3 separate regions of the Drosophila melanogaster genome follow, and regions 2 and 3 are each linked to region 1. The links are chromatin contacts, called in public Hi-C and targeted proximity ligation maps. All regions are on one chromosome and are shown on one strand. The core of a region is the stretch at or near the end of the contact, and the rest is flanking DNA. Distances in the headings are between cores, read along the strand shown. Region 1 overlaps Eip75B (Ecdysone-induced protein 75B). Region 2 overlaps ftz-f1 (ftz transcription factor 1). Region 3 overlaps CG14073.

What was found. Hi-C and Micro-C count contacts between places; a contact is called where the count stands out from the background.
Region 2: a targeted proximity ligation map of the Kc167 cell line shows a contact between it and region 1, with 7 times the contacts expected there. A contact is called at or near these places in 4 of 107 Hi-C or Micro-C datasets (embryo and wing imaginal disc) and 1 of 7 datasets of targeted methods (the Kc167 cell line).
Region 3: a Hi-C map of the Kc167 cell line shows a contact between it and region 1, with 5 times the contacts expected there. A contact is called at or near these places in 1 of 107 Hi-C or Micro-C datasets (the Kc167 cell line) and 1 of 7 datasets of targeted methods (the Kc167 cell line).

Annotation. Positions count from the first base shown.
Region 1 is chr3L:17,957,080-17,960,353 of dm6, forward strand. Eip75B (Ecdysone-induced protein 75B) reads right to left here. Exons shown (of 8, transcript NM_001259893.2): 6 at 2,303-2,541. Among named protein-coding and RNA genes, the nearest start is that of lncRNA:CR45393, 11 kb to the left of the region's middle.
Region 2 is chr3L:18,758,133-18,760,932 of dm6, forward strand. All of the region lies in intron 3 of ftz-f1 (ftz transcription factor 1), which reads right to left. Among named protein-coding and RNA genes, the nearest start is that of lncRNA:CR45938, 5.4 kb to the left of the region's middle.
Region 3 is chr3L:18,812,858-18,815,780 of dm6, forward strand. All of the region lies in intron 2 of CG14073, which reads right to left. Among named protein-coding and RNA genes, the nearest start is that of CG14073, 6.4 kb to the right of the region's middle.

The sequences.
Region 1 (3,274 bases), core at 57-2,556:
CATCATCTGCCCACCATTGTTTTCAGCGACTTGGATTTTAATTTACGTTTGATTTCTTTCATGTGTGCTTCTCGCTTTTTACTTGCTACGTTCTGTTTCAATAAGCACACGTTGTGCTGTCTGCCGCCGAATCTCTTTTCTGATTCGATTTTCGTTTGATTAACCTTGAAAATGTGTTTTCTTCGCGCAGAAACATAAAAAAAAGAATGCCATAGAAACGCGCTCGCACGAAAGAGAGAGGGAAAATAGCAGCCGGCAACCGGCAAACTGATTTTCGCCACATTTTCTTTTTGCCGGCGCTTTGACGTCGTCGTATCATTTGATTTTCCGCCACGAAAATATTTCTCATCTGCGCAAAAGCGGAAATAGTTTGCGAAAAATACTAATGAGTGTGTTGTGTGGGGGGGCTATTTATGACTCGACTCCCGCTACCCGAATTGCCTTTCCTGACATATCACAAGATCCCATAACATCCCATCCGATTCGATTCGACCTTCAATTGGCGTTAGTGTGGCCTTGAGTTTTTGCCAAAAATAATTCGCAGAACTCATGTACCGGCTGATATGGACAGCCACAGATTGAATAATCTTTAGGGCTAATCGTTTCGCTAGAGGAATTTCTATTTCGGTTCCGAATTCCGAATTTCACCGAGATCGTAGCGCCTTAGCCTCACCTTGCACCGCCGGCGAATCTTCCGCCTTCCGTCATAAACTGAATTGCTGACATTTTGCATATTACGACGCTGTCTAAATGAACCACCTGACAATTTTACAGATTGCTCTCACTGTATCTGTATCTGTGCATACATGTACATAGATATGTATATATGTGTATTGCAGTTTTGTGACGCCGTTTGTCTGGCATTCGCTTCCTCATACTCATGACATTTTATGCATATTTTTTGTGCCATTATTGTTTACTCATATATAGTGGAAAATATGAACTGCAAACAGAGAAAGAGAGGGAAGCGGATCCGCTCATTTCGCTCACTCCAAGGTTAAAAAATAACTTGCTCCAAGGTCGCTGTTCTATACTACACATAGTACTTCTTAAACTTGTCGATCGCATTTGATTTCCTTTCTTTCCTCCCCAAACACCAAATCAAATTTTAACTTTTTTAGCCTTGCACTTGACTCTGACTTTGTGCCAATGTTTTTCCCATTTTTCGTTGTGCTCGTGTCGCTTTTAAATATTTTAATAATAATTTATTTAAATGGACAACGCATGTGTCTGGCCAGCTCGCTTGGTCTCTCTCTAATCCTGTGCTATCCCTCTCTTTCCCACCGTGATAGCAGCCGATGCTTGTGTGTGTGTGCTTTCATTAATAATGACGCTACGCTTGACCTTGAGCTTTAGAACTTTGTTTGCGTACTTTGTTGTTGCCGAGAGCCGGGACACGTTTTTTTTTTGTTATATAGCACTTTTCTTTATCGCTTTTGGTTATGGTATGTGAAATGATTTTTTTGGGCTATTATTTACAGCGCCGAATCTGTACTTCCTCTATTCTCCACCACGATCTATTTGGCCACAAAAAAAAAAAAACCAAGTGACGTCGATTGTAAAATAAACACTTTATGGAATTTACAAAGTAATCACAGAAATAAACGATAGCTAGCATTCATAGCATTCATCATTTAGCTGTCAGGGGAAACGTCATAAATCTGACATTGACAAGCTTTTCGTCAAGAACTTGACCCCAAACTTGCCACTTCAATGGCCACGTTTGGAGGCCCCGCAAGAATCGCCGAAGAGCGAAGACTCTGAAAAGAGTGGCTCGTAGACGCGTCTACGTGTGGCGCTCGATTTCCTGGTTTAGAATCGTGCAAACAGGTTCACCTTGGCGCATGACTAACGCCGGCAGTAGGCAGTAACCAGTAAGCCAAGTTGCCAGTTGCCAGTTGCTAGTGAGCAAAAGGCAAAAAGCAGTTACTAGCTAGTTGATATTGTTTTGCTGATCTATGCATGTCAACAGAAGTCGGCGGCCCGGAAATGTGACTTCGCCTACGCCGTAACCTTTGGCGGTCAATTAATAACGTACTGATTGTCTACATAGGGCAGCTGCTAGACATTTTCATAATTTTATGGCCAATGGTTATTTATGATTGTCTCTGTAAATGGAGTTGTAAAATCTCCACAATATATGCTTGTTTGTTCTACTTGACCGGATGGTAATAAATTAAAAAAAAAAACCATAATATTGTAATGATTTGCTGCTCACGCTAAAAATCTGACAATATCCTATTATAGTTTCTTACATTTTCTATCTATATTTCCCACTTTGGGAACTTAGGGTGAGACTTACCAGAAGTGTGGGCATGGAGTAGGAGGGGCAATCCCGCGCCCGCTGCCGCATCGCCGAGACCTTCTCCTTGGTGAACTCACAGGTCTCGAGGTGGGCGCGCAGCACGGCGGCGAGGAGGCGTGGCTGGTCATCCAGCTCGGTGGCGAGGGCTCGCTGCTGGCCGCGATTCTGGGTGCTCTGTTGCATGGCCGCCAGGATACGCGCCTTTTCGCGCTTCGGCACGCGTCCAAAACGCACAGCTGCAATTGGAAAAAGGACACATTCGGTTAGTTTTCGGCCTTGTAAGCGGTGCTTAAACCTAAACTTGAGCATAAAATTATGGGCCCCATCAATTACACACTTCACTGCATTGCGTAGCAGGTGCAACGTACAGCTGTTGTCCTGTTGTCACGCAGGAAGTGCCCCGTCTTCCCCTGCCATATTTACAGCCCTTCGAAGTGGGTCAATGCCTCAGCTGCCTCTGCGTTTCTGTGTTTCTTCAGTCTGTCAGTCTTCGGTGTTCAGTCTTCTCTCCCCTGTTACACTTTCTCTTTTTTTAGATTTTTAATTTCTGCCTTTGGCTGCAACCGAAAAATTTGTATGTGGGTGAACTTTCACATTTCACCAACGAGAGAAGAAAAAAAACCAGGCACATTTGCGGTCACGTTTTTCGCACTAGGAATAAATCAAAGGGGAGTGCAGATGAAAGGCATCGATAATGTCGGTCGATCTGTGGGCTGGCTAATTGGGTTTGCAGGCGATCGAGGGAGACTAAGACCTACTTAACTTATGATGTATTCATTTATTATAAGCCCATTTAGAGCACTTCTACTACATTAATTTCCTTGAGTCCCACTTTAGCCCCTGGCCATTTGCGGAGCATTAAACAAAATCTGACAAATGTTTGGCCAACTTTTCAATGTCAAAAGAAATTTTCACTCGCACAGTTTCACTCCGGCTCGGTCGCAAAAGTGAAACAGCGGCTCTTTAACT
Region 2 (2,800 bases), core at 34-2,533, 800 kb after region 1:
CAGCCTAGCGGATGTTGGGTGTGTGTGTGTGTTTTAAATTAATGACTAACTATTCCACTGCTACAAATTGTTTTGAGTTTACAAATAGTTAGTTAATCGATAAGTGGGAATTGTTATAAATATTGTGTATACGTAACGTAGCATTAAGAATATCAAAGTTAATTATAATAATATAATAATAATAATAATAACTATAATAATAATAATAGTTACTATTATGTAAAAGATTGTTTAATTTTTGGGATAGTAATTTTCAAGCTTTTGGCAAAGAAAGAGCATTTAAGGATTAAGGGCAATAAATAATAAATACTGCCGTCTTTCCATAACTCACACCTTTCCCCGTTCAATAAAGCATATTACTTTTAGATAAAGAAAACAACAAACCATTACGTTTTTATTGAGAAACGAATGTAGTTATGCATAGAACGTGTCGTATACGTTATATTAAGTATACGCCTCGTATTCTTTAAACATCCATTATTATGATATTATTATTATGATTGTTCTTAATAGAGTGTACTTAATTCCATTCCTTATCCATAATAGATTAGTATTTCCGTGAATAAATGATCCTATCATTACTATTAATCCCTGCGATTATAACAAACAATTTGTTAACCAAAATAATTCCACTTGGCAACAAAATGAAGCAAAACTCCCAATTACACACGACAGCAGCAAAGAAATCCCTATTGACCCTACCTCCGTAACAAAAAACATATGGCATTCGAGCCATGTGAGTCATGTTACCCAGCTAAGCCGAAAGTCTCGCTGGTCTTTATAGCCCCCTGAAATAAAAAAAAAAACACTCAAGTCACAAAATCCAAAAGCGGCTAAAAATTGCCGCAATTATAAAGACCAAAGCCAAAGCCTGACTGGGAGATATAGTCGGCGGTAGCTGGGAAATCGGTGGGTGAACTGAGGGGGCTGGCGGGGAGCCGGCGCTGACGAAAGAGATTTCATCAGAGGCAAACGGAAGGACGGAACGAGACGAAACGGAACGAAAAGAGGCAAAAGGCGAGAAACGACGACGACGACGACAACGAAGCGAAAATGTTCGTAATAATTCAGTGAGTATTAAAAATAAAATTCACTCGCACACACACACACACATACAGCCATAAGCGCACATCACACTACATGTTGCATTGATTACACACTTACACGCAGCAAAACGACGAGAGAGGCAAACATTTTGTCGTATCACGTGCACACACACCAGCGCACAGTGGAATCTAGGTCATGAGCGCAAGAGATGGCACTATGGGCCAAGTACACGAAGGCGGAACTGAGATGGCGATACATTGATATACGTATGAGTGAGTATATTGCACACACGTTGTTTTTGCGGCCTCTGTCGCCGCCGCCGTCGCTGCCGACTGCGCTGCCCCCGCTGACTCAAGTGATTTAAATGTGTGGGTGACCGGAGAGCCGCTTGAGGAAATGTGCCTGTGTGTGTGTGAGCGAGTGCCACAAGACAACAAGTAAAACTCAAATGAAAAACGAATTTGGTTCGAGCACTCGTAATTTTGATGGACAATATTTGTTGGTCATGTGTTTTCACCGAGAGCCAAAAGGGAAATGAAAATAAGCGGAAGTAAGCCAATCCCTTTAGAAATTAGCAAGTGCAACTTGATAGATTTAAATGAAATTTAGCATGCATTAAAATAAAAAAAATATCACAAAATTTACATTTGATATAAAATTAAAATAATTGTTTTACAATGTTGTTACAAAATGTAAGTCAAAATATATTTGGTAATTTTAATGTTTAATGTAAAATGCATTTCTTGGATATAATATTTTCTTATTTTATTATATTTTTCTGATTCAACAACTTTTTTGAAATATGGAAATAAAACTTGAATGCACCTAGTACACTAATGGAAACTAATGGATCCTTTTCGTGCAATAATTACTCAGTACTGTTTAAAATAAGAAGAGAATTCCCTGATCTTACAATAAAAACCACAATATTCAATTACATTTTGTAGCATTTATGTACAAATAAATAACAATTTATCTAAGGCTCAAAAACTCCACCCAAAAGCAATTTCGGCGTCCGGCAATCACAATTTTCACGCTTTTCACACTTTGCATAATAATTTCCACAGTTTGTTTGACGCTGCCCCACAAACAACACAACATGTGGCAAGTCAAGTGAGCGTTTCAAATGATAAGTAACAAACAAAAAAGAAAAACAGAAACGCAAAACAAAAATTGCTCGTGCTAGTTTGAATCCAGTCCACAAAAGCAGTCAGTCAGGAAAAATCTATTACAAAATGCAAACAATTTTTGAAAAGAGAACAGCGTAATCAAGTACAAGAGAAGCACATATTCGTTCAATAGTTAAAGTTTTAAAAAAATACAGAATCTCATTTGCTACTGTACTTCCTATTATTTATAAATTAACGTAAAAGAAAACAAATGCAAAATATGGAAAGTCCTTTGACAGGTTTATGGAATTGCTTATTAGAACAAACATTAAGATATGATACAATTTTATTATTTGTTATTTTATTAACGAAAGACCCTACACGTTATGTTCCTTATTTAAAGTGCGCCCTGTAAAAAAAAAAGGCGAGAGAGCTTCACTAAGTCTCTCTTTTTCCGTTTGCCGCTTTTTTGTGTTTTGGTTTCGAGCTTTGTTTTTGCTCCCTGCTCTGCTATGCCCTCCCCCCTACCCGCTCTCCACTCGCGGCTCTCTCGCAGCAGCGACGCAGGCAGAGCCTTGTTTTGTGGGTGAGGGCGTGGAATTCTTTTGGGACCGGTGCATGCTGCACTGGCTCTGAATATATGT
Region 3 (2,923 bases), core at 339-2,838, 860 kb after region 1:
AATTTATTTGGAAATACTTAAAAGAGTTATTAGATATATGTATACTATGCATTCTTCACTTTTCCCAGAATTTAATCAACTTCACATTGTACATACATATGCAAGGAAAACAAATGGCTTTATGTCTTCCGTGTAATTCAATGTTTATTAAATGTTATATTAAACAATAAACAATACAGTGTACTATCAAATGAATGTACAGAAATTGGGTTTTACCATAAAAATGTTATTGTATTTTAAATCATTCTTTCAATTTGGTTATTAAAATAACCAACAAATGATTCATGACAGTTGATGAATAGGTGTATAGATGAAAGTTGTGTAAATGCTCATTAAAGCAAAAGAAACTTCGATAAAGATTTTCATTAGTAATGATGGATTGCTTAATTTATTGTGTATAACTTGCTCCTTTGGCATTATCATTCGCTAACAAATCTCAAAGAAATTTCAAAATGTTTAAACCTACAAATATTATATGTACACAAACCTAATGAATTTATAATACGAAAATTAGCATTTTAATGATCAGGCTTCGTAAGTATTTTTCAGTTTCCCTTATTTTTATGGGAATTTACGGGAACCCCAAGTTCCGCATAGAATTAATGAGGTATTTGTTTCTTTTTTTACATACATAACTAAAGATAATGACTGTTAATCCTCTTATTTTTTGAACATAGTATACAGCAACAGCTGTATAATATAATATTTAATATAATAATATAATATAATATTTGATTATATAAATATATAATTCTATAAACAGTGTACACAGTGTAATTTAATTATCGAAGAATTCACAATTTCATTTTCAATGCTTGCCAGTTACATTTAAATAAAAAAGGTCATTAATATTGATTATAAACAAAACAGTGCACACCAAATACAGAATATCAATAAAATCGTACGAATTTTACAACTGTATCTGAAAGTTTTTCAACACCGGTTGATCACCGTGATAAGTTAAATGGATTTGGTTTGATTTGTATTTGCATATTAAGATGAACGGTTGAGACGTTGAGATACTTTTGTGTAAGTCGAAAGAGAATGAAGACGAGTGCCAAAACTCGAGCAGATGATCGTCCAAATGATTATGATAATGATGGCAGAACGAACACATGATCATTGAGATATTTTCTCCTCACCATGCTGGCAGCTATTGTTGTTGTTGTTGTACGCCTTTGGGGGCCAACAAAACGCACAGATAAATTAGTGAGTGGATCGTTGTTGTGTTTGCATCTGTTTACTCTTTTGTTCGTGTGTGTTGTTTTTGTTGGCTTGTATCTGTATCTTGAAGTGCGCTTGTTTTGTATCTGTATCTGTAGAATTAATGTCGCCGCCGCAAAAAATGTTGTAATACACATAAAACGCGGTGAGCGACAAGGACGGAGCGAAGCCGTTGACGCGCTGCTATCTCGGTCGCACACTGGCTGTTTGCATTAAGATGATGTCAAAATCAAATAAACAGAAGCTAAAGAAACAACAAGAAATCAGCAAGTAAGCGGTACAATTTAAGATAACAACAATGTCAACGACTGCCGCCCTCTCTTTCGCACCGCCCCCAACCCCTCTCACTCACTCATCCACCTAATGTGCACACGTTTTTTTTTTACATTGTCGTGCTCTCTCTCTCCTTCTTCAACGAACGAAACAACAAAGCGAGCAGTGACAAAAACAACAAACAGCAGTTGTCGTGCTTCCCTTGTTGTTTTTGTCAATTTCATTTCAATTTATTAGCATTTTATTTGCAGTTGTTGCTGCCTTTTCATTGCCGCAAGTTTCGTTTTATTTTGTTGTACTACTTGGCATTTTTTTCCTGTTCATCGGTTCTGTAATTGTTTTATTGTTGTTGCTGCCCCTTTTTCATTGCTTTTTGAAGTCAATTTGTCATACAATGATTTAATTGCCCGAAATTATGAGTTGTGAAATGCGTACATGAAGAAGAGGAAGCGCAAATAGATACCTTTAATGAAGAGATATGTATGTATGTATGAACACAGTCAAAGGAATTGGTAACAAGTTAAAATTGGCAAGGAAAGTTGGGCGAAAAGAAGGAAAGAAAGAAGTTAAGTGGGAAACATAAAAAAGTTTAACGAATTACATCATTTTTAAAAAATTTGCACACGACTTCAAAGCAAAAATGTGGAATTGCAAACAATGCAAAATATAACTCCAGTTTAAAAAAGTTTGTAATTAACTAGCGTTAAATTTTATTATTTTCTACTATATTTCCAAAGTATTTATCATTTATTGCTTAAGAACATAAATAAAGGATATTTAAACAAAAGAACGACTGTTGAGTCAAATATTTGTCTTAAATATACAAGAGTTTTTATAAATAAGTATGCATACTTATGAACATTTATGACTAATAAAACATACAAATGCAAAAATATATTTCTGAGTCATCAATACTAAGGTCGCTGCTATAATTAGCATATATCTTAAATGAACAAAGCATATTGCATTGAAAATGGAATGTATGCACAAAATTCCTCTTATGTGAATTGTATCCATCAAAATGTATTTCTTATTTTAAAACAAATTACTTTTTTTTAAAAAAGAATTGAAAACACTAGTAACTAGAATTCCCACCAATTACACATACTTTTGCAAGTAAGTTGACATAAAATTGGACACATTTATTCAGTGAATCGTTAAAATATAACCCAAATTTCACACCTAGTAGTAGCGTTCCCATTTTCTCATTTCCATTCGATTCAATTTATAAGGTAACAAATGCCATTATATGAAATTAGATCACGCTAAACGAGTGACACAAATTCCATTTGCATTGCATGCGTTGTGATTATTGTCATTAGAGTTACTTCAGTTCCGTTCTGCTTTCTACTTGACAAACTAATCAGGAAAATTATGAAATTGCATGGGAAGGCAACAGACGACGAAGAAATATAATATGATAACG